6 separate regions of the Mus musculus genome follow, and regions 1, 2, 4, 5 and 6 are each linked to region 3. Evidence: chromatin contacts called from public HiChIP or PLAC-seq, Micro-C and promoter capture Hi-C data. All regions are on one chromosome and are shown on one strand. The core of a region is the stretch at or near the end of the contact, and the rest is flanking DNA. Distances in the headings are between cores, read along the strand shown.

The links. Promoter capture Hi-C pulls out the DNA fragments that hold promoters and counts their contacts. Hi-C and Micro-C count contacts between places; a contact is called where the count stands out from the background. HiChIP or PLAC-seq counts read pairs in DNA pulled down with a chosen protein or histone mark.
Region 1: an H3K4me3 HiChIP or PLAC-seq map of pro-B cells shows a contact between it and region 3, with 4 times the contacts expected there. The contact joins the enhancer-like site here to the promoter of Psmb10 in region 3. A contact is called at or near these places in 12 of 39 promoter capture datasets (the C10 cell line, cranial neural crest, embryonic stem cells and 7 more), 1 of 115 datasets of contacts at active chromatin or transcription factors (pro-B cells) and 3 of 9 other capture datasets (adipose tissue, liver and pancreatic islet).
Region 2: a contact with region 3 is called in an H3K27ac HiChIP or PLAC-seq map of embryonic stem cells, with 2.3 times the contacts expected there. The contact joins the promoter of Zdhhc1 here to the promoter of Psmb10 in region 3. A contact is called at or near these places in 5 of 39 promoter capture datasets (cranial neural crest, embryonic stem cells, hematopoietic stem and progenitor cells and 2 more), 1 of 484 Hi-C or Micro-C datasets (embryonic stem cells) and 2 of 115 datasets of contacts at active chromatin or transcription factors (embryonic stem cells and large pre-B cells).
Region 4: a contact with region 3 is called in a promoter capture Hi-C map of embryonic stem cells, with 2.9 times the contacts expected there. The contact joins the promoter of Smpd3 here to the promoter of Psmb10 in region 3. A contact is called at or near these places in 6 of 39 promoter capture datasets (cranial neural crest, embryonic stem cells, frontonasal cranial neural crest and 3 more) and 1 of 484 Hi-C or Micro-C datasets (embryonic stem cells).
Region 5: a contact with region 3 is called in a promoter capture Hi-C map of the HPC-7 cell line. The contact joins the enhancer-like site here to the promoter of Psmb10 in region 3. A contact is called at or near these places in 14 of 39 promoter capture datasets (the C10 cell line, the HPC-7 cell line, HPC-7-derived erythroid cells and 11 more), 1 of 484 Hi-C or Micro-C datasets (bone marrow-derived macrophages), 5 of 115 datasets of contacts at active chromatin or transcription factors (the SCID.adh cell line, astrocytes, bone marrow-derived macrophages and 2 more) and 5 of 9 other capture datasets (adipose tissue, embryonic stem cells, liver and 2 more).
Region 6: a contact with region 3 is called in a Micro-C map of embryonic stem cells, with 1.9 times the contacts expected there. The contact joins the promoter of Tppp3 here to the promoter of Psmb10 in region 3. A contact is called at or near these places in 2 of 39 promoter capture datasets (cranial neural crest and embryonic stem cells), 1 of 484 Hi-C or Micro-C datasets (embryonic stem cells) and 1 of 115 datasets of contacts at active chromatin or transcription factors (large pre-B cells).

Annotation. Positions count from the first base shown.
Region 1 is chr8:105,540,654-105,545,284 of GRCm38.p6, reverse strand. The region is part of intron 1 of Atp6v0d1 (ATPase, H+ transporting, lysosomal V0 subunit D1); the gene reads left to right. Among named protein-coding and RNA genes, the nearest start is that of Atp6v0d1, 23 kb to the left of the region's middle. Within about 2 kb of position 1,319, at least 69 of the 459 cell types and tissues checked have an H3K27ac peak or open chromatin away from gene starts, as enhancers often do. A contact at or near this core is called in adipose tissue, liver, pre-B cells and 1 more, where this site is marked.
Region 2 is chr8:105,495,023-105,499,670 of GRCm38.p6, reverse strand. It overlaps Zdhhc1 (zinc finger, DHHC domain containing 1), which reads left to right and starts at 2,609. Exons shown (of 14, transcript NM_175160.5): 1 at 2,609-2,861.
Region 3 is chr8:105,935,207-105,939,891 of GRCm38.p6, reverse strand. Psmb10 (proteasome (prosome, macropain) subunit, beta type 10) reads left to right here and starts at 1,500. Exons shown (of 8, transcript NM_013640.3): 1 at 1,500-1,937; 2 at 2,126-2,213; 3 at 2,301-2,398; 4 at 2,511-2,651; 5 at 2,911-3,026; 6 at 3,138-3,196; 7 at 3,745-3,896; 8 at 3,987-4,164. The coding sequence starts at 1,882. The coding sequence ends at 4,098. Lcat (lecithin cholesterol acyltransferase) reads left to right here. Exons shown (of 6, transcript NM_008490.2): 6 at 1-341. The coding sequence ends at 320.
Region 4 is chr8:106,336,678-106,340,938 of GRCm38.p6, reverse strand. It overlaps Smpd3 (sphingomyelin phosphodiesterase 3, neutral), which reads left to right and starts at 2,974. Exons shown (of 9, transcript NM_021491.4): 1 at 2,974-3,127.
Region 5 is chr8:105,648,868-105,652,986 of GRCm38.p6, reverse strand. The region is part of intron 2 of Ctcf (CCCTC-binding factor); the gene reads right to left. Among named protein-coding and RNA genes, the nearest start is that of Gm5914, 13 kb to the right of the region's middle. Within about 2 kb of position 1,641, at least 11 of the 459 cell types and tissues checked have an H3K27ac peak or open chromatin away from gene starts, as enhancers often do. A contact at or near this core is called in the HPC-7 cell line, bone marrow-derived macrophages and pancreatic islet, where this site is marked.
Region 6 is chr8:105,468,654-105,473,150 of GRCm38.p6, reverse strand. It overlaps Tppp3 (tubulin polymerization-promoting protein family member 3), which reads left to right and starts at 1,729. Exons shown (of 4, transcript NM_026481.3): 1 at 1,729-1,871. It overlaps Zdhhc1 (zinc finger, DHHC domain containing 1), which reads left to right. Exons shown (of 14, transcript NM_175160.5): 13 at 82-160; 14 at 270-728. The coding sequence ends at 550.

The sequences.
Region 1 (4,631 bases), core at 70-2,569, 390 kb after region 3:
GGGCTAGGGCCGGGTGGCTAAGTCTCCCACTAGGCATCTATAAGTTCCAGGCCTCTCCTAATGCTTGGATTCTATTCCCAGTCACATCCCCTCCTCCACAACCTTCAGAAATAGCAGGAAGCTGAGGAGAGAGAATTCTAACCCAGCTTGTCCTAGCCCTGGCCAGGCCTGTCTGAAGGGCTTAGGGTTGCCAGCCACTGTTTCTGGGCGCCAGGTTTCTCCAACAGGGTCAGAACTGGTTTAGAAGCCCTGTGTGGTCCCCTCGTGGGCGAGCTAAGGAATCAGCCTGTCTCCCTCCCTCCAGTTGCCTTGGCTGGCAGGCTGTCCCTTTTCCCTTGGTCACAGGGAAATGTGGGTCTTAGCCAGAGAAAGTGGTCTGGAACTGGCCCTTTGACATTGTCTCTGGGGGCTTTTAAAAATGAGTTTCCTGGTAAGGCAGACTCTTCCAGCCTTGGGCAGGATTCTCAGTAGAGTCTCCCGGGTTTGCTCTGATCTGACAAACTCCAGCAGAAACCACCCAGCCGCCTGCATTCCAGCAGTGCTCAGAGCCGTGGCTTCTCCCGATGCAGTGTCAGCAGAATGCAGCAATGGAAGCACAGGGGTGTCTGCTCTGAAGCTTGTGTGAAGTCCCAGGGGTGGGGCTGTACAAAGGAGCATTCTAGCTTTGTTCTGCTCAACCCCAAGCATATTTTCCTACCTTCTTTAGTAATGGTTGATGTCAAAAGTGATGCTAGTGGGATTTGTCACTGAGTCATGAGAGTGTGGGCCTATGCCTACTATTGACAAGTGGGCAGTGAGTGTCCAGGTGGTCTGCAAGCCAGTGGTCAACTCTTCTGGCTTTAAAGGCTGTTTGGACAGCTGGTTCTATACCTAAAAGGTCTGCTCTACCAATGTGTTCAAGGAGGCTCAGAGAACAAAAGACAGCCGAGGTGGGGACTGACAGAGTCCCACCAGGCCTGCCTGATATCCTAGCCTCTCTATACTCTTGACTGTGAGACTCTGGACAAGGTTCTGGCTTTTAATTGATAAGCCTTTGAAATTGACATGTCTGAGAGGTCCAGCACAAAGATTGCTCCTGGCATGGGAAGGAGACCATTGCATAGCCTGTGTATGTCCAGGCCTTCTGAGGTGAAAACTCTCACTGGAGTACCAGGTATTTGATGAAGACTATCTGGTTGTTAAAGAGAAAGTATTTGGCAGTTGGGGAAGTTGCTGAGCTAGTCTTCTGAGAGAGAAGTTTTGTGATGTAAGGCAAAGTCTGGGATAGAGGAAGTGTCATGCTGTTGGAGAGCTTATCTTCAGGATCCCCAGTGGGAGTTGATAGCTTGCCTCGGGAATCTTCCCAGAGCATGTGCCAGGGCTTAGAAGGACAGAGTGTGCAGGGGCCTGGATCCTCAATGCTTTAGGAATGAAGGATCAGGGGATCCAGTAGGGTAGTGGGCTTGCTACCCTGGGAACTGATGGGGCCAGTGACAGGAGGCACTCCAGTCAGAGGACTGAGTTTTACTCTGGAGCCTTCCTGTGCCTGTCTTGATCTCTAGGGAGCTGAAGAGGAAGTCTTTTGACCTGAAGAGAATTTTAGGCTGACTGCTATGACTGCATGGATAAACAGACAGTTTGGCCTAGCTGCTGTCAGCTCTAGAACTTCTTGTAGTAAACGTTTGAGAACTTGGTGGCCCTGGACCAAAACCCCTTGTTCATGTTGGTCCCTCAGGCTCCGGTAGCAACATGTTTGCTGGTAGATACAAATATATAAATCAGGACACGACTATGACATGGTAAATGAAGTCTGCTTCATTTCAGTACTTATTAGGTGGGATAGCTCATATTTTTAACCATTTGTTTCATACCCACAAAAACCATTTCAGAGGCATTAATAATCTTTCTTTTTCCTTTTTTCTTTTTGAAAGTCAAGTGAAGCCAAAGTTTATTTAAGAGGACAATTTTATAAGAGTTTCAAAGAAAAACCCCAGGGCAAGCAAGTTGTAAATCTCAGTAGCTGCCTGGAGGAGGAGAATGGAAAAGGAAAAACAGCCATGCAGTTTGAGTTAAACCATTGTGGAGGTCAGCCATTTGGCAGCATACAGAGCTCCATGGTGGGAAATGGGGCATTAGAGGAGTGAAGCCCAGTATGTTAAGAAAAATATGCTTAAATAAGGGAGGAGAAAAGAAGAAAGTTATGCTTCTCAAAGTAATTCAGAAAAGCTGGCAGACTTATGAAGCAGCATGGCTGTAAGGAACTACTAGACAAGTGTTCTAAGATAAAGTATTGTCCTGTCTGTACCCCACCCCCTAGTTCTGTTTTTCTTTTCTTTATCAAGACAGGGTCTTATAGCCTAAGATGGCCTTGAGCAACTGAACTACTTCTGCCTCCAAATGCTAGTATTATAGGTATGTGTCATCACACCTGGGTTTGTACAGTGTTAGGAAATGAACCCAGGACTTCGTATATGCTAGGTAAGCTTTCCGCCAGCTGACCTAAAACCTCTCTTCCATGTTTCTTTTACAAAGATTGTGCACTTGTCTAGTCTCAAGGTTATTACAATGTGGAGGTAGAAATGCAGGCAATAGACTGTTATAGACTGTTATAGCAATAGCCATCAATATAATTAGATTTTTTTTCCTTGAAAAACCCATCTGAATTACTACAATAATCCAAGTATTTCTGAGTTGAATACCTCCTGTTACCCATGCCTTACTCTCAAAGTAGCCAGATTGTGAGAATAAGAAAGAACAGAACCCCTTATCAGAGTCATTGCAGATGCCTGGGTTAGAGACATTGGAAGATGTGCACATATCACTAAAAGCCAGATGGCTTCTTTTAACTTGCTTTGCCTTCTCTTTTTTATCATCTTTAGGATGGCCATGGGAGAAAAGTAGATGAAAGTGGCCAAGTTGGCACGAACACATTGGATCCTCCTCAAGCTAAGGTGCACCCTATTAGTGCCTAGGAGCCACAGATGATATAAATTCTGTTTATCACCAGCCCCCACCCCCCAAGGCATATAGGTGGAAACCCCAAGGCATATAGGTGGAAAGTATCTATTCCAGCACGTTTATACACGTTCCCCACATTCAGCAACATGTGCTAATCCATCTCCTTTTACATACTTGACTGCAAGTTGAGCATTCTTTATTATGGTGGTTGTTCATTTGTTTGGGTTGAGACAGGGTCTAGTTATGTTGCTCTGGCTGGCCTGAAACTGCCTATGTAGAACTGGCTGGCTTGAACCCACAGACATCCTCCTGCTTCTGCCTTCTGAGTACTGGGATTGAAGTTGTATGCCTCAATGCCACACACTGCTGAGGCATTCTTCATGTGATAGAGTATGAGGGGCATCAGAGAGGTGCCTGAAGTCTATGGACGAGTTATCTGTTGTACCTTTCATTCTCTCTGAGCAGATCCAGCTGGTGTCACCCTCTGGGCCTCAAGAACACCTGGGGCATCCTTCATCTCCTTCCTACCTACCTGTCACTGGCTTTAGTATTTCCTTTGAGACCATAGTGGCCCTCATATAATAACGCAGGAGTAATTTTCCAGCCATCATCACTTATCTTCTCCTGTTTTTTTTTCTTTTTATTCTATAGTAATTTTTAGAGCACAAATAATTCTTTGTGTGTGTGTGTGTGTGTGTGTGTGTGTGTGTGTGGTGTGTGTGTGTGTGTGTGTGTGTGTGTGTGTGTGTGTGTGTGTGTGTGTTTTCAAGACAGGGTTTCTCTGTATAGCTCTGGCTGTCCTGGAACTCACTTTGTAGACCAGGCTGGCCTCGAACTCAGAAATCTGCCTGCCTCTGCCTCCCGAGTGCCGGGATTAAAGGCATTCGCCACCACGCCTGGCTTCTTCTTGTGTTTTAAGAAGACCACTCTCAACAGGCAAAGGCACTTGCTACCAAGCCTGAGTGCAGTACCTGAAGCTCATGTGGTGGAAGGAGGGAACACATTTCTGTAGGAGTCCTCTGATCTCCATAGGCACGCAGTGACACTGCATGTTGGGAACATGTGTGGGCACCTGCATGCTCACACCCACCTCCACACACATATAGATGTAACTTTTTAAGAAGTGTCAAAGCTGATGATGGGGGTTAGAGCCTGTGATCTCAATACCAGCACTGGAAAGGCTGAGGCAAGAGGATTGAAAAAGTTTGAGGCCAACCTGGTCTACATAGTGAGTTCCAGGCCAACTTGTGCTACATGACAAGATTATGTTTCAAAGAGGCTGGGTATAGTGGGACATACTTTTAATCCTACACTTGAGAGACAGAGTCAGGGACATCTCTGTGAGTTCAAGGCCAGCCAGGCTCCATAGGGAGATCTTGTCTCGAATGAAAGAATGAAGGAATGAATGAACTAGGTTGATGGCTCTGTAGTTTAGACTCCCAGAATCTGTAAAAAGCTGGGTGTGGTGGCATGTATTTTTATAACAACAATGATGAGATGGGAGGCAAGACAGTTGGATCCCTATTAAGTTGCTGGACAGCTTGTCTAGCCTACTTGGTCAGGTTCCAGGCCAGTGAGCAACCCTGTCTAAACAAAAGGAAAAGCTGAAAAATGATACCTAAGATTTTCCTCAGAACTACAATCATGCATATACATACATGTGCACACAAACATATAAAAAAGTAAAAATAATA
Region 2 (4,648 bases), core at 1,360-3,859, 440 kb after region 3:
TATCCTGGAGGTAGGAGACTCTGGGGTGTAGAAGGCTATGACTCTGAGTCTCTTTCCTTGCTGGGGACATTAATTAACCCTTCCTCCATCTTCATTTCTCTATCTGACTCTGGGTTCTCTGTTTCCAGATAACAACTGAGGAGTCATATGTGTTTCTGAAGCCAGAATAACCTTGATATTATCTTCAAATTTGAGCTTTATCAGTCAGTCCTAAAAGCAAGAATTTAAATTATAGAGAGGTTAACTTGCATAAGGACCCAGATTGGCATGTGACAGAGCAGAATTATGTCACATTTACTTCACACATGTGACTTACATATTTGTAGTGATAGATACACTTTCTGTTCCTATCTGCCCAGTGTGGGGTAGCTACCCCAGGAACTTACCATTTTAGAGCTTTCAAAACTGTCCTGGGTCTCACTATGTAGACCAGGCTGGCTTCAACCTCACAGAGATCTCCCTGCCTCTGCCTTCCAGTGCTAGGAGTAATATGAGTGCTGCCAGGCTAAGGGGAGAGAGAGAGAGAGAGAGGTTCTGTCCCCTAGAAGTTCCAGAAGGGGCCCCCAGAGTTCTAACTAGAAAATCTCTGTAGCCTGGGGCAGTAGCAGAGAGGAATCCTGACAGGAGAGTGTGGTGTGTGTGTGTGTGTGTGTGTGTGTGTGTGTGTGTGTGTGTGTGTGTTTCTAAGTCCTTTGGAGTAATCTGGGACGAGAGAGTCTAGTGGAGGAGACCTATATTGAATTTGAAGATGGGAGCTTCTAAAAGGAATTATGCTTGATTTAAGGGCAATAAAGAATTTAGATCTTTTGGGGCTGGAGCAATGGCTCAGTGGTCAGCAGCCTGTATTTCTTTTGTAGAGGACTTGTGTTTGGCTCCCAGCACCCAGCACAATCACCTGTAATTCCAGCTCCAACAGGCCCTGACATCTTTGGCTCCATGGAGTACAGACACAAACACATATAATAAATAGTAATAATAATAATTGTCTTTTTCCAGACAGAATCTAACTACATAGCCCTGAGTGGCTTGAAACTCACTATATAGACCAGGTTGGACTTAAACTCACAGAGATCCTCTTGCTTCTGCCTCCAGAGTGCTGGGATCAAAGGCATGAGCTGTCATTCCTGGCCCCCAAACAAGTCTTTTTATTTTAATTTTTTAAAATGTGCATTGGTGGGCTGGTGAGATGGCTCAGTGGGTAAGAGCACCCGACTGCTCTTCCGAAGGTCAGGAGTTCAAATCCCAGCAACCACATGGTGGCTCACAACCATCTGTAACAAGATCTGACTCCCTCTTCTGGAGTGTCTGAAGACAGCTACAGTGTACTTACATATAATAAATAAATAAATCTTTAAAAAAAAAATGTGCATTGGTGTTTTGCCTGCATGTGTGTCTGTGTGAGAGTGTCAGATCTTGGAGTTACAGACAGTTGTGAGCTGTCATACATGTGCTAGGGTTTGAACCTGGGTCCTTTGGAAGAGTGCTTAGTGCTCTTAACTGCTGAGCCATCTCTCTGACTCCCCCTGACCCACAAATAAATCTTTTTCTAAAGGTTTGTTTATTTATTTTATATATATGAGTGATATATATATATCACTAGGAGAGGGAATCACATCCCATTATAAATGGTTATGAACACCCCACCCCACCCCCTATGCAGTTGCTGGGAATTGAACTCAGGACCTCTGGAGGAACAGCCATTACTCTTAACCTATGATCCATCTCTTCAGCTCCCCTCAAATAAATCTTTTCTTAAAAAAAGCATGTGGTGGCACATGCTTCAATTCTAACACTCTGGAGCCTGAGGCAGGCAGATCTGTGAGTTTGAGGCCAGCCTGGTTTACATAGTGAGTTTCAGGTCAGCCAGGGCTACTACTCTGTCTCAATCCCCATCACACCCCTAAACAAAAACAATAAAACCCCCCAAAACAAAAAACAAAACATTTGAAGAAAAAAATTAGACATTTTGTGTTATCAATACTAAATTCTTATACTTCACACCTTACATTGTAGTTGCTCACATTTTCAGTTGGGTAAGGCATTTGTTTAGGTCTGTCTCCTTCAACCTGTTATTTCCTTCAAGGGCAGGAATCCCTGAGTGCTCCTCATGATGTGCCTGGCACTTAACACATACTTTGAGAGTGCAGCAGCCATATCTTTACTAGAATTCCAGCAAATTTGGGAGGCAAAGGTGGGAGAATCGCAAATTTGAGGCCAGCATGTGACCCTGTTTCTAATACACACATGCACACGTGCGCGCACATGTACACACACTCACACACAATTTAAAATAAAAGAAAATGAGCAAAAACCCTAGATTAGTTGGGGTCTTCCCAAGAGTGATTTAGAGGAGAAACTAGATACATGACACGTTTTGAGGAGAGTAGGATTCTTGGAAGACAAATTGTAGATGGGAGGTGGAAGAGAGTGTATTTTCCCTGTGAAAGGTTATGGGGGAAAATGAGAGTGGGCATGCTTTAGAGTCAGGGGGCACTTGGCAAACTCCGCCCAGAGCCACGATGCTCCTGCGAAGTGACGCAGCGCGGTTTGGCCGCTGTGGGGCGCCGTAGTTCGCGCTGTTGCCAGGGGAACGGGCCCCGCGCCGGGCAAGGCCCAGCCTGCCTTGGCCTGGCACGGCTGCACTGCCAGCGGGTCCTTGCTAAGGCGGAAGGACTCTGAGGCCCAACCTCCGTCCGGGATGGAGCCGCGCTCCGGGACGCGTCTCCTCCGTGTCCGGGGGACCGACTTTGCCCGGACGGTCTGAAGTGCGGCCGCCCTGGGGAGGGTGGACGGGCAGGGCGGGGCCGAGCCGCTGGCTGACCTTGGCAGGCCGCATCTGGCGCGGCTGCCACCACGCGCAGGTGAGGAGCGGCTGCAGCGTTTCTCACCTCCGAGCTTGGCCTGAGCCACCGGCCCGCGCTGCGCCGGTGCCTGGCGGGACTCTGGGCCTGTCTCGGCCTGCTGCTGGGTTTCGCCGACCCAGTGGAGCGCGGGACTTCCTTTTATCATTAATCAGGGCCATAGATCCGCACTGAGCGCCCACCGATCGCCAGGCAATGTGCCATGCGTCGGGCCTCCGAGCCTTCAGCCTTCGCAACCCACAGAGAATTAAGTGATGGGTTGGGGAAACAGGCGCCAGACACGTGACTAGAGTAATTTCAGGTCTCATTAAGGGTTCGGGTGGGCCCTAAAGGTGATGCTTAAACACGGAGGCTGGGAAGGAGCCGGAATTGCGACTAGGGGAAGGGTGTTTCTGAAAGAGGGAAAAGCGAACAAAAAAGTCCAGGTAGCAGAGCATTAGTATAGTATGGGACGGAAATGCTAGGGTAGTTCCTAAAGTGAGGGTTTTCAACTTTTATCCCAGAACGTGAAGGGAGTCCCTGAAGCGTTTAATGAGTTTCAAATTTTCAAAAGGGCTTTATCCTCTCTGTCTGCTGAGCAGAAATCATTTGAAGATTACCATAGTGCAGCGAGTGTAGCCGAGCCTCCTGGAACCCACAAATCTCTCCCGGTCCTCATCTGTGCATACGGAGTGTTGTTGTCATGTTCTCGTGTCACGTGTCATGAGACAAAGTAACAGGGGATCGTGGAGGTGGGGTGGATGGGGGAGGCCACATATGAGACCAAGGACTAGAGATCTGTGGGAACAGTTTGAAATCATAGGGCTACCTCAGAGTATTGAATTAAGTGAATTTCTGTGTAAGCGCTTCAAGCAGCGCCTGGCGTAGAATAAGTGCCTTCTAAGTGGCAGCAACGGCTGTTATTATGGAAACAGCATAAGGGCTCAGTGATCTTAGGGTAGCAGAGCTGGTAAGAAGTGGGTGGCTTCACTTCCTTTACCAAGGGCGAGCTAGGTTAGATGAGGGTGGTCACTCCTTTTGTGGAGCTGATGTTTTGGTTGTGGGAGACCAGCTGTATACAGATAATCACCAGGAGATGTAATAAAAGCAGCTGTGGTGTTTAATTAGCCTAGATTTTTCTCCCCCTATTGTTTTTCTTACTTTGTTCTGTCACCCTTTGTTCTTAATGACTTTTCTTGGTGGGTGTTCCCCGAGGCTGGCTCCTACAATCACCAGTTGATTTCCTGGTTAGAAGTCAGCAACCCTTGCCTCCTTCCCTTGATTTGGTTTCTGGTCCCTGCTGCCCTCTGTTACTCTTCCTGGACTTGTATCCCAGTGTTTGTGGTGGCTGCTGCGGAGGAGAACAATATGGAAATGTTTGCGCAGCATGTCAACTCAGGAACCATTTCAAGTTTCTCTTGCCATAGCAACTGACTTCAGCATATTGTTTATGAGAGAGAGAGAGTAAAGGCCCAGCCGCATTATCTGAGACCAAAGACCAGAGAGGCCTTTGAGAACAGCTTTAAGCTCTAGCTTATTTTCTGGAAGTGATGTGATATGTATCCCTCAGTTGAACCGTAGCTACTTAGACTGTTTAAGAACACAGATTTTCCTGGCACCTGTGGGGAGTTTTAATAAACACTGTACTTGCCCTAGAAGTCTTTTATAAGTGACTCTCTGCACTTAAACCAATGTGCTCTGCAAAGCGTTTTCTCCCCGGCTCCCCTGTATGCGGTCTAAACGGAGGCACAGTAGATCTCAGTGAGAATTATTTTAGAAGCAGGTCCTGGGGAAAGACTGAAAACGTG
Region 3 (4,685 bases), core at 251-2,750:
TAGAAGTATATTGTCTCTACGGTGTGGGCAGACCCACACCCCACACCTACATCTATGACCACAACTTCCCCTACAAAGACCCCGTGGCTGCACTCTATGAAGATGGGGACGACACCGTAGCCACCCGCAGCACTGAGCTCTGTGGCCAGTGGCAGGGCCGCCAGTCGCAGCCCGTACATTTGCTGCCCATGAACGAGACAGATCACCTCAACATGGTCTTCAGCAATAAGACACTGGAGCATATCAATGCCATCCTACTGGGTGCCTACCGCACTCCTAAGTCGCCAGCTGCCAGCCCAAGTCCCCCACCCCCTGAATAAAGACCTAGCTGTTATAAATAAGTGCAGGGTGTTTGTTATGGGTTAAGGGGAAGGCACTACTAGGTTCCTTAGATAACCTGCATCACCTGGCTGATGCATGCTTGATCTGGGCTTAGGGGAACACGGGGTTCAGTGGGCTTTGCTAAGGCCCCAGACTGGACTGACTTTGAGATATGTAAATAGATTTTCATTGTCCTAGTTGAGCTGCTCAGGAAGCTTGCTCTGTGGCTTCCTTCTTAGGGGCCCAGGACAATATTCAGATCTGGGTATATGGCTGTTAGAATGGGGACACAGAGAAATAGGATTTGAAGTCGACTTTTGAGTTCTGGTTGGATACAGAAATTTATAATAAAGCATGGTGGTGCACGCCTTCAACTCAACACTTGGGAGGCAGAGGCAGGCAGATCTCTGTAGGCCACTCTGATACACACAGTTCCAGGACAGCCAAGACCACAGAGATTCTGTCCCCAAAACACAAACAAATAAATAGAATTTAAGATATTGGGGCTGGGGATTGTTAATGTAAGAACTTGGATTCCATGACAGCCGGAGCTATACAGAGAAAACCTGTCTCGAAAAAACAAACAAATAAATGGGGCTAGAGAGATGGCTCAGCGTCTGTTGAAAGAAGCTGTTTTTCCAGAGGACCCTGGTTCAATACCCAGCACCCACATGGCTGCTCACAAGTGTCTGTAACTCCAGTTTTAGGGGAGCTGACACCTCACACAGACATGCAGGCAAAACACCAACGCACATAAAATAAGCCATAAAAAAATTAAAAAATTAGGGCCACGTGGTGGTACACATGCCTTTAATCTTCTCATCCAGGCCAACCTTGTCTACAGAGCTTATTCCAGGGCAGACAGGGCTACACTCAACTACACTGAAAAACAGTTTTTCAAGCGCCCCCCCCCCCCAAAAAAAAAGTTTAGGATCTGAAGAAAAGACAGTTCATCTAAAGAAGATTTAATGTGAGACATTAGAGAGAGAGAGAGAGCAAGCACTCAGAAGTTAAGAGCATTTTTTTGCACTTGGAGAGGACCTGAGTTTGGTTCCCAACGCCCACGTGGTGGCACGCCCACATGGTGGCTCATGATCATCTGTAACTTCAGTTCCAGGGAATCTGATGCCCTCTTCTGACCTTGGTGGGCATGTGGCATGCACATACCACATTCACTCACACACATAACTAAGCCTGCAAGGGCTTCATTTCTACTTACTTTTAAGGGGTTATGTGTGTGAGTGTTTTACCTGAATACATGTATGTGCCTGCAGTGCTCAGGGGGTGTCAGCAGAGATGGGAATGGAGGATCTAAGGCGCACCATAGGTCTGGCAAGGAGTGTAATAGCCCCTTCCTCAAGTTATCTGGGACTAGCAGCAAAGACGAAAGTGAAAGAGAAGATGCACACAGCAGCCAACAGCCTCTGAACTAGGGTGGGGGTGAAAGCGAAAGTAGGAAGCGTCCGGAAAAACCCCACAGAAGCCAGGACAGACGCCTCTGCTCCCCCTGGCTGATCCACTCATCGAGACCCCCGCATTCTCACTTGGCCTTCCTGCGAGATGCTGAAGCAGGCAGTGGAACCCACAGGAGGCTTCTCTTTCGAGAACTGCCAGAGGTGAAAGGGGAGTGGAGTTCTAGTCACGAACTGCTGGTGCCTTGTTTTATTGGTGGAGTGGGGGAACCCTATGTTGGGTGACCAAGTAGGGGCTTAAGCCAGGAGATGAGTAGAAATGGGTTTGGGGACCGGTTCAGGGACCCTCCCTTGATGCAGAACTGAAACGCGAGTCACCCCAATGTTTCCAGGAATGCGTCCTTGGAACACGTCCTTCCGGGACTTCGGGTTCCTCATGCACGCAAGACCGGGACTACCATCGCGGGGCTTGTGTTCCGAGTAAGCGGGGTGATAAGGGCTGGAGGGCTAGAAGGGCAGCCACTGCGGAGATCAGGTGGGCATTAAGGCTGGGCTCTGCCTCTGCAGGATGGAGTCATCCTGGGAGCGGACACGCGGGCCACTAACGATTCGGTTGTGGCGGACAAAAGCTGCGAGAAGATCCACTTCATCGCCCCTAAAATCTAGTCAGTATGCCCCGGACCAGTCCCCATATTCAAACATAAGCTGCACTGTCGCTCACTCCCTACTTTGTCCCTGCACGTCCCTGTCCACATCCACCATCCCTTTGTCCCTTAGCTGCTGTGGGGCTGGAGTAGCTGCGGACACTGAGATGACTACGCGGATGGCAGCTTCCAAGATGGAACTACATGCGCTGTCCACCGGCCGTGAGCCTCGGGTGGCCACGGTCACCCGTATCCTGCGCCAGACGCTTTTCCGGTGAGCAAGTGGGGCTAAGATGACCCCTAAACGGGGTATCTGCAGGTGGGTGGAGTTGACAGGAGGCGGGACGTGGAGTGGGGGGGAGCGGGGCTGCGACCTGCAGGGAGACCGGAAGAAGACAGACCAAGCTGAGTTCCGGAAGAGGCAGCGTCAATTGCAGGACGCCAGGCCAAAGGAAGGGGTGGGACTCAGACCAAAAGGCAGTGTAATGGGCGGGGCCTGTCTGCTAACATTAACCCTGCCTGCTCCTCCACAGGTACCAAGGCCACGTGGGGGCATCACTGGTCGTGGGCGGGGTTGATTTGAACGGACCTCAGCTCTACGAGGTGCACCCACATGGTTCCTACAGCCGTCTGCCCTTTACTGCCCTTGGTGAGCTCTTCCACCCTTTAAATCACACGAATCCTGCTCCTGCAACCCCACCTTCAAGGTTTGTACCTCCGCAGCTAACAACTGACTTCGGATGCCCCTTCCCACCTGCAGGCTCTGGTCAGGGTGCAGCCGTGGCACTGTTGGAAGACCGGTTCCAGCCAAACATGACGGTGAGCGACTTCTTCATGCTCACTGGCGGGGAGTGCTGAAAAACCCTAGCCAAGTATAGAAATAAGAAAGGCTTGTAGGTGTGAAGGGGACAACTGAGTAGGGACTGAGTAAAGTTGAAGATGGGAGGGCCAGTCAGGAACCAAGCTTAGACCACAGAGAGAAGCAGAAGCTCACAACGGATCATTACTGAAGGAAGAGGTAAATGATGTTTGAGATTGGACTTGGGAGTGGGATAGAAGTAAGTGACTATGTGCTTCAGAGATAACTAAGGCCCAGAGAGAAACACGTGACAGACTGGGTGGGAAGACAACTTGGGGGGGGGTACATGTAAGCAACACTGAGAAGTTTGTACAGAGGACAGTGAGTGGAGGGCACACAGTTTTGGAGGAGAGGGGGTCAGAAGCCAAGGGACTGGAATTTTCAATGGATGGAGAGAAAGGAGGTTGAGCTTACATAAAGAGCAAATTGTCTAGACTTCAAGATTAACAAGTCCCCTGGTTAGAGTGTGGTAACACTAGGTCCATTTAACCTCATTTCCACTACCCAGCTGGAGGCTGCGCAAGAGCTGTTGGTGGAAGCCATCACAGCAGGGATCCTGAGTGACCTGGGCTCTGGGGGCAATGTGGATGCCTGTGTGATCACTGCAGGGGGTGCCAAGCTGCAGAGAGCATTGAGCACCCCCACCGAGCCTGTGCAGAGGTAAGAGCACAGGAAGGGAGGGCTCTGTGTGTGTTCACACGTGTGCATGGACAGGCTGCATTCTAAAAGGCTGGCCCTCCTCCCTTCTAGAGCTGGCCGTTACCGATTTGCTCCTGGAACCACACCTGTCCTGACCCGGGAAGTGAGACCCCTGACCCTGGAACTTCTTGAGGAAACTGTGCAGGCCATGGAGGTGGAATGAAGTGGCCTGAGATGTAGAGTTTGGAATGAGGGTGAATAAATCCGGGAAACACAAACACTTAAACAGAAGGCTGTGTCTTTCTTGAGAGGAGTGAGCCAAGCATCTGTAGGAGTTTTGTGGCTGAGGTATTCACCTAAGGACGACAGACCCAGTTCTTGGCCTGAGGTCCTCCTCCTCCTCACCTCAGGGATCTATCCGTGCAGAAGCCCAGGACTATAAGCTTTGGGGTAGAAAGCTATATCCTGTCATCCCCAAACCATAGTTCCATATGGTAGAAACTTACCCCACCAGTACCCTGTCTTGGAAGACCCCGATGGACAATCCCCACTGTTAGCCTTTCCCTTTCTTATCAGTAACCACCTTTTTCCACCAGCTACCCTGGGACCTTAGGAGGCTAAAATGCTGATAGAGCAACCACTTCCTGACAAGTTCCCACTAAGCACCTCTCACCACCTACAGTTCCTCTACTTAGGACAGCCCTCAGAGGACCGAACATGTGTGAGCTTGTGAGAAGCTGGGCTTTGTCTACACACGTGGGACTGTGAGGAAGGAGATAGCCTCTGTCCTCTGGGCTGAAAGGGGTGGTG
Region 4 (4,261 bases), core at 1,725-4,224, 400 kb before region 3:
TAAAATGAGAAACTAAATCTACTGACCATTTTTTCATGTGTCGGGCACTATAACTCATCCAGGTCATCCTCTCAGCTCTGAGGTATCATCACCTCCATTTCTCGGATGAGAACACTGGGATGCAAGAGATTAAAGCTTAAATAACCTGAGCGAGTCATGCAAGTACGAAGAGAGGGGAGAGAGTCAAACCCTAATTGCCCTGGGTATCATCATCCCCTGTTTCCTCAGTCGAACGGATATCTGATGACAAGACAAAAAAACCCAAAAATCTAAAAGTAGAAAAGCGTTTGCTGAGTCCTAATGTGTGTGAAATGCTTCACACAAGGCAGCTTTATCTATCCCTTGCAACTCTTTCAAATAAGCAAACTATAAACCCCAGAAGGCAGTTTCTGTAAGCCAGCAAATGGGTTTGAATTTCCCCACCTGTACCCTTATTAGCTTCTTCCTAACACCAGTAAACAGCATTTTATAGCTGAAGAAACAGGTCCAGCCCAGGGTCACACATCTAATCAGAGATAAAAATCAGGATTAGGACCTGGCTTCTCGACTCTAGCAGATTTTATTTAAGTACCCACGGGGGTTCTGGGAGAATCCAGGAACCTTAACTTTTTTCCTGTTTGGTACCATTTCCTGAAAATTAGCATAACTTTTGTGGGAGGGGCAATACTCGGAGTCAGACAAAAGGCCGTGTACAGGTAGGTAGGTGCTCTGTCAATCTAATTTCCTGCCCTAGCGATACTTTCAAAGGGCTCAACTGACCTCCAAGGGCTTCACCTCCGGCTTTTGGTGGGTTTCTTCGCTAGGCTTCTGTGGATGTCCACTGTATGGCATAGTTCTGTTCTCCCAACAGCCTTTGCTCTCACTGTATCCACAGACTTGGATACTGAGCTTCAACACATCCCATTTCCCTGTGCTCCTGGCAGTAATGAGTAACTCATCCTTAGTAATGAGGCTGTGTCTATTAAGTCAGCCCCAGTGGCCTTCCTCCATGATTTAGCCAAGATCAAAGCCCCTCTGCGAGGCTTACTCGAGGTCCTGTTAGGGAAGAACTAACATTTTATTCATCCTCTGCCCTAGCCTTTGTTCTGTACCGGGATAGCAGGCTTCCTTTCTTTCAGGCTCTGTTTGGAATAGTAGTCTTTCCAGTTACTTCCTTTCCCAGTGTGAATCAACTATGCACATGAAGGCATTCTTTCCAGAATGGTTGTGTTTTCATACACCCTAAACTTCTAGGACGATGACAAACAAACTATGGATGGAATTAATGAGACATCTAGTCAGTATCAGAATCTTTCCTGGGGATTCAGGAGGAAAAAATGCTACCTAGCAAGGCAGGAAATCACTGTGGAGTCCTATGATGCTGAGCAGAAGGTTTAAAGGCCAGCCAGCATCTTATTTCATGACTGACAGGTGAGAGAAGATCTTCCCAGAAAGGGAGTGGGAGGCAGGCATTTAGACATAGAAAGTAGGGCCAACAGCTAAAATAGAGGAACTGGTGACATTTAGTGGGGGAATTGACAGGAATAGCAGGCACAAATATATTTCTCTAGAACCACAGTAGTAGAAAGACCCTGGGACATTCAGACAAAATCCCAACCAATCCTAAAAGTATGAATGGCATTTAAACTTTTTTTTTTCAACCAGTAGCATCCTTCTAGTGAACATCTTTAGGAGTGGGAAACACCTTAGAAAATAAACATTTTTTGAAGGTGTATGCTGAAATCAGATAAACCGCTGTTCATTTTCAATAACTATAGGTAAATCTCAGCATTTGTTGAGTGCCTCCTGTATGTCAGAGGTTGTAGACACGGAACTATAAATATGAATAATACAGGACTTGCCTCTGCTTTATAAGTTTAGTTTCATGAGGAAGCTGGGTGTGTAAACATGCAAATCAAATAGGGGAAGTAGAGGCTGACAGACACAGAAGATGTGCAACACTCGGCAGAACATCAAGGAAGTCGTCACACATCAAGGCAACATTTAAACTGGGGCTTAAAGGATGTTGAGGAGTTGGAGGACGGCATGATGGAGGGGATCAGAGGAAGAGAGAAAAATCAGTACTCAAGGCTTGCCAGTTTCCAAAGTTCAGAACGATGCAAACGAGAGTGGAGTCCAATTCTCAAGGGACTTTCCAGCTTTGCTGTGAAAAGTGGATTTGATCCCAGAGGCCCGAGGAAGCCTGTGAAAGGTTTTAGGCAGAAGCAGCTCACTCTACCAGAAAGTACTGAAGGAGAGACTGCAAAAATGTGGGGACAAGAAGGAAAGGTCCTAGTGGCGCAAGGAATGTGGCCAGAAGAAAAAAAACAAAAAAAAAAAAACAAAAAAACAAAACAAAACAAAAAAAACAAACAAACCTTCAGTGTCAGAATTAAGGAAAAAATATAAAAGTTCAGATTGAGGTGTGAAGGTCTCCTCCAGTATCCTTTATCTCTGGTGGGGAGGAACCAAAGCGTCTCGCTCTCGATTGGCTCCACCGAGTGTTGCAGCGAGGCCGTCTCGTTACCTTTCTTCCTAGACAGGGAAACTGAGGCCCAGGGTCCTCAAGTAGAAACAGAGAGAAAAAGATAACCGAATCCGTCTTCCAAGACGCTAACCACAGATCACATGTGGTCTTGCAAGGGTCCCAAGGCCTGCCCCACTTCCCCATCCCCCATTCCCCAAGGGGCTGAGTTTGCTATGGAAACAGTCCTCCCACCCTCCTCCGCGCCTAGGGCTCCTCAATGCACTCTGGGAAATGTAGTCCATTTGTTTACAAGCCCGCGGCACGAGCCCACTCCACAGCCCTAAGAGACTACATGTTCCAGCAGGCAGAGCAAACACTTGGGCGGTCTCTGGGGGCGAGGTCCCAACGGAGGGACCGGAACCTCCCAATAGGCAACCTCCTGGGCGGATCCTGCGTCTCCATTGGCCAGAGCAGCTCGCGGGAGGCGGGGTCAGCGGAATGAGGCGCGGAGCTGTTCGCCGCTCCAGGTGCTGAGTCCGAGGGAGGCTCCGGATGCCAGAGCCGCGGTCGCTGTAACCATCGCCGCCGCGAGAGCCGTCTCTAGGAAGCCCCGGTCGCGAGGAGCTGGGAGGCGCCGCGTGCGCTGCCCCGCACCGAGCGCCCTCCTGTGCGCCACCTGAGGTGGGTGCTAAGGACTTGCTTTTGTTTTATTGAGGAGAGGGGGGCCTGGGGAGTTGATGGGACGTGTCCTCGCCGCACTTAACACCATCTGTCCGTGGAGCTGGAGGGACTGACTGCGGGCCTCTTCGTGGCCCAGGGCCTGAGGTCGGAGCAACCTCGGCTGGGTTTTGTCGTATGGTGAAAGAGCTTCTTGAGTGTAAGGGATGAAGGGCTGGAAGACCCTCTCTGGTCTCTCGTAGGAGAGCGTGAAAAAGGCTTGGAGTCTCCCTTTTCCTGCGCCTAAAGTCAAGGCTGCTTGGGTTGTTGAGGATGGAGGGACTGTTCTGGGATGAGAGGTTTGGAGATAGAGGGACCCTTCCTTACAACACCCCAGCTCGAGGCTGCAAACAGGCTGCAAACAGGGATTGGGATGTGACTGATGAGACACCTCCCCTCCTCTTAGACTCTCCTAGGTTTCGAGTTGTTAGGGAGACCCTTCCCTTTGCCCTCCTTTACATCCAGGCTCTCCCCTTATGACTTGCTCACAGTTGGGTTCTTTGTGGGATATTTGTTTTTGGGAATGGAGAAAGTGAAGGGCTGCAGGACTCCTCCCCACCCTGCTCCAAGCACTGATGGATGCTTGGGTCTTCTGTGATGGAGCCGCACCTAAGGTCTGAATAGCCTGGGTGTGGGAGGTGGGTAGAAGTGAGAGTCTGAGGTACCCCTCCCTACCTGGATCTTATTTCCCAGGCCCTCTCCACCTAGATCCAGGTCCCAGGCAGTAGAGAGTGGAGATCATCTCTCTTGCTCCGCCACACCCCGGGAATTAGAGCTCCAGCACCACGGCTAAGAGTCTAGATGGGCACCTGAGGGAAAGGACCCAGTGGTCTCCCTCTCCAGCAACCCGCAGCTCCTCCGCGTTCGCGGATCCTGGAGGGATGCTCCGCTGCATGCCGAGCGCGCTCCAGATCTGGACGCCGAGATCTGGTACCCTGCGAGCAGGGGTTGCTCTCAGGTGCCCGGCTTTCGCGCTCTGCCCAGGCATCCACGGGAGGACAAAGCGGCGGTGGCGGCACTGGCAGGCGTGCAGGGCTGGACTGCGCGAGGGGCGCGGCTGAGGAAGGGGGGCTTCGGGCGCGGCACGGGTAGCTTCCA
Region 5 (4,119 bases), core at 392-2,891, 290 kb after region 3:
GTATTCTTGATTGCTGAGCAGTAGGTAGTTCCCCCCAAGGGTAAGAATAAACAGAATTAGTCATTAAGAACCAAAACCTTGGTGCTAGTGAGATGGCTTTGCTTTAGTCGGCAGACATGACAACCTGAATCCAACACTCTGGATTCCCTAGGTAGAGACAACCAATACCTGCAAGTTATCTGCTAACATACCCATGCCACTGTAAATGTGCTCATGAGTGCACAAACACACAAACCAAGAATAACAAAACACACACCAGAATTCCAATTCTTGTTTTTTCTACCAATAAGCAAGGAGATCTACAGTATATTATCTTCTTTGCCTCAGTTTCTCTTTCTGTAAAAAAATAATGGTACCTACTCCACAGATTTCTTTAAAGATAAGAGAACTACTGTATGGCGGCAGGCTTCTGGGACCTTAAAGGCCACCATCCAAGATGACAAAGAGCGTTTTAGGCATTTAGGTGAACTGTAGCACTAACATGCCTTTTTTGTTTGTTTGTTTTGAGACAAGTTTTCTCTGTGTAACCCTGGCTGTCCTGAAACTTGTTTTGTAGACCCTGCCTCTGCCTCCCAAATACTAAGAACAAATATGGGCATCACTACCCTCTGTTTGTGCATGCCTTAATTGCCTAAAATTCTAATAAAAAATCTTAAAAGTCCCCCCTGAAAATGTCTTTTTGGATAAATTCCTAAGTTTCTATAAGAATTGGTGACTGATTAAATACCAAAGGGGAGATTAAGACTTCTTTAAAGAGCCAGGCGTGGTGGTGCACGCCTTTAATCCCAGCTCTTGGGAGGCAGAGGCAGGCGGATCTCTGATTTCGATAGAGACCAGCTTGGTCTACAAAGTGAGTTCCAGGACAGCCAAGGCTACACAGAGAAGCCCTGTCTTGAAAAAGAGAGAAAAAAAGAATTCTTTAAAGAAACATGACTGCTGCACATTTGTGGCACACGTATATACATATACTCAGGTATACATACTTATCAGAATATACATATGTTTTAGTTTTGTAAGAAATCAAATTGGGAGGTAGAGTTGGGAGCCAAGTACTTTTGATGTCCCGGGTTTGGTCTCTAGTATTGCAAAAACAAAATAACAAGTAAAACAGGTAGGGAAATAGCTAAGTAAAACATTGGTCACACATGTGAGGACCCAGAGTCTAATTCACAGAACCTATGTAAAAAAGCTGGCCACCCAGCAAATCAAACCAGCACCATCAAATTTGCAATCACATGCCCAGGTATTAATTTTTGACTACATAAATCTTAGTAGTGTAGCATGTAAGATAATGTAGTTAAATGTATTCAATTGTTCCTAGGAAACTATCAAAACAAATACTTCATATTCATCACTGCAGCATTTAGTCATTGGGAGAAAAGTTATATTTTCAACAATCTGTTACTGATAAGATAAAACTGGGTTTGGCTAGATATAGTGGCATATTCCTTTAATCCCAGCACTCAGGCGACAAGAGGCACACGATCAATATACATAGAGATGCTGAGGAGAGCAAAAACCTGGGTTTCATGGTACATGCCTGTAACTGCACATGAAAGGCAGAAAGAGAGGACTGCTGAGAATGCTGAGGTCATCCTGATCTACATAGTGTTCCAGAGCAGCCAGGGATATGTGAGTGCTCGCCTCACAACAGGAAGTAAGGCCTGTGAGGTGGTGGGGCGAGCACTCAGGAGACAAGGGCAGCAGGATCTGGAGCCAGGGCCATCACTGGCCACAAAGCTGGAAGCCAATCTAAGCTGTATGAAACCCTAGCTCAAAAGTCCTATATGTACCATATATTGTAACGTCTGCTTCACAGCTTATATGAGAAATTCATTCTTATTATAAATTTACACTGTAAACAACAATAACAACAAAAGTCCTTCATGAACTGGGAATATAAGGTGCCCAGTGACAAAGTGCCTGCCTAGCATGGAGAGAATGATTAACAAGACAGTCTTAATTATTTGTTACAGAAAACAGATAGAATGTTAAACAAAAAGTTGTGACTTTGTTTGTAAAACAGACTCCAGTTGACTGACCAACTTATGATCCTGCCTTAGCCTCTCAAGTAGCTCAGATTATAAACCTATGGTAGCAAGCCAGGCATAATATATACACTATGCAAACAAACAAAAGTCAATTGGGATCTAGCTCAGTGGTAGAGTGCTTGCCTAGCAAGTGCAAGGCCCTGGGATTGGTCCTCAGCTCTGAAAAAAATAAAAGTAGGTAGCCTCAGCTGGGGATATCCTATATATATCAAGCCAACTGGAGCTGCCCACTTAAGACCCTGTCTCAAGAAGACAAAGGAGCCCTCAAGTAGTTCAATCAGTAGAGAGGACTTGGTTTGATAGATACTAAACACTGGGTTTGAATCTCAGAACCATATAAACCATGCAAAGTGCCTCCAACCTCAGCACTCAGAAGATAGAGGCAGAAAGACTGGAGCTCAAGGCCAGCCTGAGGCTACAAGAAACCAAGGAAAGAAAACAGGAAAGTAATAAAAGGAGGGAACAGTAGCACCAAGTTTTTACTGGCTTAAAACAAATTTTTTTTTGAGCCAGGCGTGGCGCACACCTTTAGTCCCAGCACTCGGGAGGCAGAGGCAGGCAGATTTCTGAGTTCGAGGCTAGCCTGGTCTACAAAGTGAGTTCCAGGACAGCCAGGGCTATACAGAGAAACCCTGTCTCGAAAAACCAAAAAAAAAAAAAAAAAAAAAAAAAAAAAATTTTTTTTAAAGCAACAATTATGAAAGTCTAACATGAAGGTCACTGAACAAAGGTCAATATGAACCATGAGATATCAACATAAGGCAGAAAACGAGGCAGATACTTTGATTTGCAACTTACTACGTAAATCAGGCTAGTCTTGAAACTTTTAAGTCTTTCCTGCCTCTTGCCTCTGAGCAGCTCGTGTAACTCAATTTACTTTGCAGATCTTTTGTTTTGTTTTTCAAGACAGCATCTCTCTGTGTATCTTTGGCTGTCCTAAAACTCACCCTGTACACCAGGCTGACCTCAAATTCAGAGATCCACCTGCCTCTGCCTATCCCAGCTTCCAGGTATTTTTCTAAAAAAGACTTTAAGTGCTCTGTGTCGTCACCTTGGCTGTCCTGGAACTCCATCTGTATACCAGGCTGGTCTTTTGCCTCTACACCTGGCAATTTTTCTCTTCTTTCTTTTGCTTTTTCTTCCCTCCTTTCTTTTTTTTAAAGAGATATTTCATTATGGCCAAGCTGCTTGTGAATCTTCTACCTCAGCCTCCAAAGAGTGTTAAGATTACAAGTGTGTGCTATCACACAAGCTTAAAATTACATGTATTTTTTTTATTTAAAAAAAAAAAAAAAAAAAAAAAAAGAACGCTACCTGGGTTAGAATTCTAAGTGTGTGGGCTGGTGAGATGGCTCAGTGGGTAAGAGCACCTGACTGCTCTTCCAAAGGTCCGAAGTTCAAATCCCAGCAACCACATGATGGCTCACAACCATCCATAATGAGATCTGACTCCCTCTTCTGGAGTGTCTGAAGACAGCTACAGTGTATTTACATATAATAAAAATAAATAAATCCTAAAAAAAAAAAAAAAGGAGATAGCTTACTGTTTTAAAAAAAAAAGAATTCTAAGTGTGTGATATCATGCCAGCTTGCAGATAAATAGATAGATGTGTTTAAAAAAAAAAAAAAAAAAAGGGGGGGGGGGCTAGCACAAGCCTTTAATCTCAGCACTCAGGAGGCAGGGGAAAGAAAAGAATGAGTTCAAGGCTAGCCTGGCCTACAAATCAAGTTCTTGAACAACCAAGACCACAAACTCTTGTCTTGGGAGGGAGCCAATCTGGTCACACAGTGATTTTGATGCCAGACTAGACTATGTTAGACTCTGTCTCAAGAAACTGCAAGAGGTGTTATGAGAGATGGCTGAGTGGTTAAGAGCTTGGACTGCTTTTGCAGAGGACCCAAGTTTAATTCTCAGCACTCAAAGCAGTGCATACAACATCCTTTAACTCTAGCTCCAGAGGAATCCAGGTCCAACAGTTCTGACCTCCAAATGTACGTACACTCATGAGCACATACTAACCTAACCCCCCAATCACTTAATCAAAAAAGATACCTGATGCTTTAAAAA
Region 6 (4,497 bases), core at 480-2,979, 470 kb after region 3:
CTGCACTCTGATGAGCGCCTCTGCTGCTTTCGGCAAAGTGGGGTCTGGAGAAGCAGCCCACACTTCCCTCTGTCTTTACAGAAAAAGAGGAAGCGGCGAGTGTATAGATTGCCCAGGTCTGGGGTCTTGGACCGAGAGCTCCCACTGCCCAGGTTACGGGGTGAGCGCCGCTCTCTGCTTGGATCCTATTGGATTAGTTCGTGGGAGGGAAAGGTTTTAAAGCCCTAGCTGCAGCCCTTATCTCAATCTAAGTCCCCCTCTGTGCGCAGAGACTGGGACTCCTAGCCGCCGCTCCAGCTCTTCATCTGATTCCACCAGTGCCAGCCCAGTGCATGCTGGTGGCTCTGCAGGCGCCTACTACTCGGCATCAGCTGAGTCCATGGAAGAGATTCCAGTGGCCCAGACGCGCCTGGGCAGTGCCGCACTGGGTGCCCCAGGAGCCAGGGGTCGAGAGTCTGGGCTGGCTCTACAGGCACGTTCGCCTGCTGTTTTTGTGAGCCCGAGCAGTGGCGAGCCCGGAACACCTGGAGGCGGCGACGGCCTGCCTTAGCCCACTAAGGCTAAGGACTAGAGGCAGGAGGGCCTTGACTCTATGCAACACCCCACATTCGCGTAACGAGTGCACTTTAGGGACCTCAAGGTCGACAGGATCGGCCTTCCTTACCCAAGACTCAGCAATATCCGCTCCACCAGCCCTGATGCCCCAATAAACTTTTTTTTTTTTTTAATGCTTTTGCGGACTTAATGCTTATTTTCATAGTGGAAAAATCCATGGATCTCACAGAAGCAGGACCACCATTGCTAGCTTGGGGCAGAGAAAGAGGGGCGGGTTAGGAAAGGTCTCTGGACAGGGTTTTTCTTTTAAGTGTTGGGAATCAAAAACATGGGGTCTTGTTCAAGAACTACCACTCTCCTCTGTCCCTTCTCCCATTTCCCAGGGTAGCCTCGAAAATTTGAATCTACTGCTTCAGTCTCCCGAATCCCCAGATTGCAGGCTTGTGCTACCACACCCACCCAGCAAGGTTTATTAATTAATTAATTAATCAATTAATATTTAGTATTTTTATTTAGTTTTTTATTTAGTATTTGCAGTTGGAAACTGAAGAGGAAGCAGGCTAGGGAGGCGCATTGGAACAAGAAGCTGTGAGGCGGGGAGACGAGAATGGGAGGAGGCAGCCATTCTCCGAAATTTAGGAATTGCTGCCACAAAAGTACCCAGCATTTGGGGGGGTGGGGTGGGTAAGAATGCGTGATCCACTGATTGTCTCAGTCTTCTAGTGCTTCAGAATGTGGCCTGCTGAGAACCTAGGAATGAGTGAATGCCACAGGGTTAGCGGCAGCTGTGGTCTTGGAGCCAGCTGTAGATCCTTGTCAATGAGGGGCGGGATCCCCTTCTTCAGTTCAGCTCCTAGACAATCTCAGGTGGATTCTTTCAGCAGTCCCTTGAGGGTTGGGGACAATGGAATTTGGGGGGGGGCTGTTTTCCCATTGGCCATGGGAGTTCCTATCTTAGGACATCCAGGACTGCAGAGGGCAGCTCTGACCGCTTGAGGACCGCGGTTGAAGGGGAGGAGCAGGATAAGGCTGTCGCTGCAATTCTGCGGGCCCAGCGCCCACAGAGCACATAGGGCGGGGTCTGGTGGGAGGAGCTAGCGTGACCTTGGTCACTCTCCCGCCGAGACAGCCTAGGGGGTGGGACTCACTGTCTCTATGGTGACCGAGAAACAGGGGATAATACTACGGAGCCGCCCGGGCTGCAGTCCCGCCCGGGAGCCGGCAGGGAGCGGAGCTGTGGAGCCTCCTGGTCTCCAGCATCAGTTCCTGGGTCCTGTCCGAAGGCACGCTCAGGAGCAGCCAAGCGGTAGAAGCCGGTAGGAGACTGAACATCGACCACCCTAATTCGTATCCCCCAAAAGGAGGGGTGGGTGGGAGCAGCCTGAACCAACCTCAGATGGTACTGAGCTGAGCCTATCAGCTGAACACCCCGGCCCTGGCCCCAAGGGTTCCACACACACTCCTGCCCCCACCTTCTTGCCAGGCTGATTGATGACTGCAGCTGTCCCAGCAGGAGCTGACGAGCGGATTCAGTTCAGAGGCATGAACACTGTGCCCAGGGTCTGAGGACCCCAGAGCAGCTGCTGTGATTCTGTTCCACATCAACAGCCCCCAAATTCATCTTCCCATAGACAGGAGTGAGCAGTAGCCTCAGGATCCTCCCATTTCCTTGAGAAGAGCATCATGTAGCACCCCAAACTCCCCTGGACACATTTACCTGTGGTGTTCAAGTACAGGGCTTTGGGTCCCCGGGCGGGTTGACATCTTTGGGAGAGGCAAAGGGTGTGGCGGACCCCATTTACAGACCCACAGAGGTCCCTGCAGAGTGCAATCTCTGGGTTTCTGAGTCTTAAAAATTGCAACTTATGGATGAGTAGGTGTGGTCACCAGAAAAGGCCTTTCAGTGTGGACCAACTAGTAATGGAAGAAGAGGAAGTTGTTCGGGGGCCAGGTTGTGGTCATTGGACACTTTTTTTTTTTTCCCCTAAGAGGCAAGGTAAAGATGGTGGCTGAGAACAGGAGGCTGCAGTGGGTGTGGTGATGGTGGTATGTCTTAACATGATGCCTGGCGATGCCAGTGCTGGTTAGACTCTGAGGGGCTTTAGGTCAGGTCTGTGTCAATAGCTTTAGCATATGAGTAAAGAGAGAGTGCTGAGGGTGTGGTCAGGGAACTCTGCGCGTGTGTGGTGGTGGGTGTTCAATGCTTTGCATGGAAGTATGGAAGTGTTACTGCATAGACTGGGAGATTTCAAGGCAGGGCTGTGTCAGAAGCTGTAGCTATATGGATGAACGGGAATGCTCCAAGGGTATGGCCAGGGGGCCTTTGTAAGGGTGCAGAGTCCAGCTAGTGACTGTGGTTGGGGTCTTCAGGATGTGAGTTAAAAGGATGCAAAATGGATGCAGTGTACACAGGGTTTGATTTGGAGAGGGACTTTCAGGGTGGGGCTGAGGGTGTGGTCAGAGATCTGCAATGGAGCTCTGAGGAGGGTGTGGTCAGGGGTCTGTAGTAGGACATGCACTTGACTGCAGGGCTGTGGGCATGCTGGGGAGGAGTTTCATTGCAGGGGTCTTAATGTCTGTGTGGGGATGGAAAAGGAAAAAGGGTCAAATTCAAGGCTTTGGGTGTGGGTGGAGGAAGCCTCGGTGCAAGGCTGTGGGTATGGTTAGTGGGTACGAGGCAGAGGGTGTGGAGGGCCAGGGCTCAGTGCATCTGAGCTATGGGAACGTGGACAGGCGTGGTCACGCTCAGTGAAAAGAAGACCTTAGTGGAGGGCTGAAGTGTAGACAACGGGATTGTGCCTCAGTGAAGGATTGAGGCACCAAGATCATGGCCCCATGGAAGAATTTAGGGGCTACTGTCCAAGTCTCTACCCAGGTTTCTTCGTTTCCCACTCTTAAGCTCCACAGACTGGAAGCTACAGCTTCAATCAGTGGCAAGGGGCCAGGAAGCCACGGTTGTGCCCTAGGCTTAGGGAGTGCTGGTATGCCCCACCCTTGGGCCCCTGATCCCCAGCCCAGCCCAGCCCAGCCCAGCAGCACTGGGAGCTTCTCCCTCAAGCCGCCCTGACACCATCCTACCCTTAGCAACTGTCTCCAAGCAGCACCACCCTCCCTTAGCAACTGTCTCCAGGCTCCACAAACTGTGGCCAGGCCAGACCCAAGTTCCTGCTCCCCTCCTGTTTTTGTTTAACAGCAAATAGTAACAAGGCCAGGGCTGGGCCAGCTGCGCCCCTGCCTAGGGCAGGCACTGCTGCCCTTGCTCTTGCTCCATTGTCAGGCCGAGGCTGGGCCTCCCTAGGTCTCCATGACCTTTACAGAGACACTGCCCTCACTACATACCTGCCCATACACCACCCTTGTCTGGCGTTGACCCAGATTGACAGGAGTTTTCAGGGAGGCTTTTCTGCCACCACCCCCACTTCCACCCAACCAGGCTTTGTGCCAGGGACAGACAAAGCCATGGCCCTAGCTGCTATCATCACAGTCTTTCAGGACAGTGCCCTTCTGTTCCCAGGGCCGTGTGGGCATCATGACTTCATCTTCTGAGCCCTCTTGACATCCAGGGCTGGCACCGAGCGACAGCACCTTTCTGCCCATAGCTCTTCCTCAGCTCTGGGCATAGACAGACACAAGGTGCTAACCCTTAGGCATCCCAGTCCTGACTGAGGGACTGATGTGCTGCCAACTCATACCTCACAGGTTTTTTTTTTTTGTTTGTTTTGTTTTGTTTTTCGAGACAGGGTTTCTCTGTATAGCCCTGGCTGTCCCGGAACTTACTTTGTAGACCAGGCTGGCCTCGAACTCAGAAAGTTGCCTGCCTCTGCCTCCCCAGTGCTGGGATTAAAGGCGTGCGCCACCACTGCCCAGCACCTCACAGGTATTGAGAAGGCAGTAGGGGCATTCTGGGTCTAGAGGAGGTGGGAATAACTTGGCCGGGAGGTG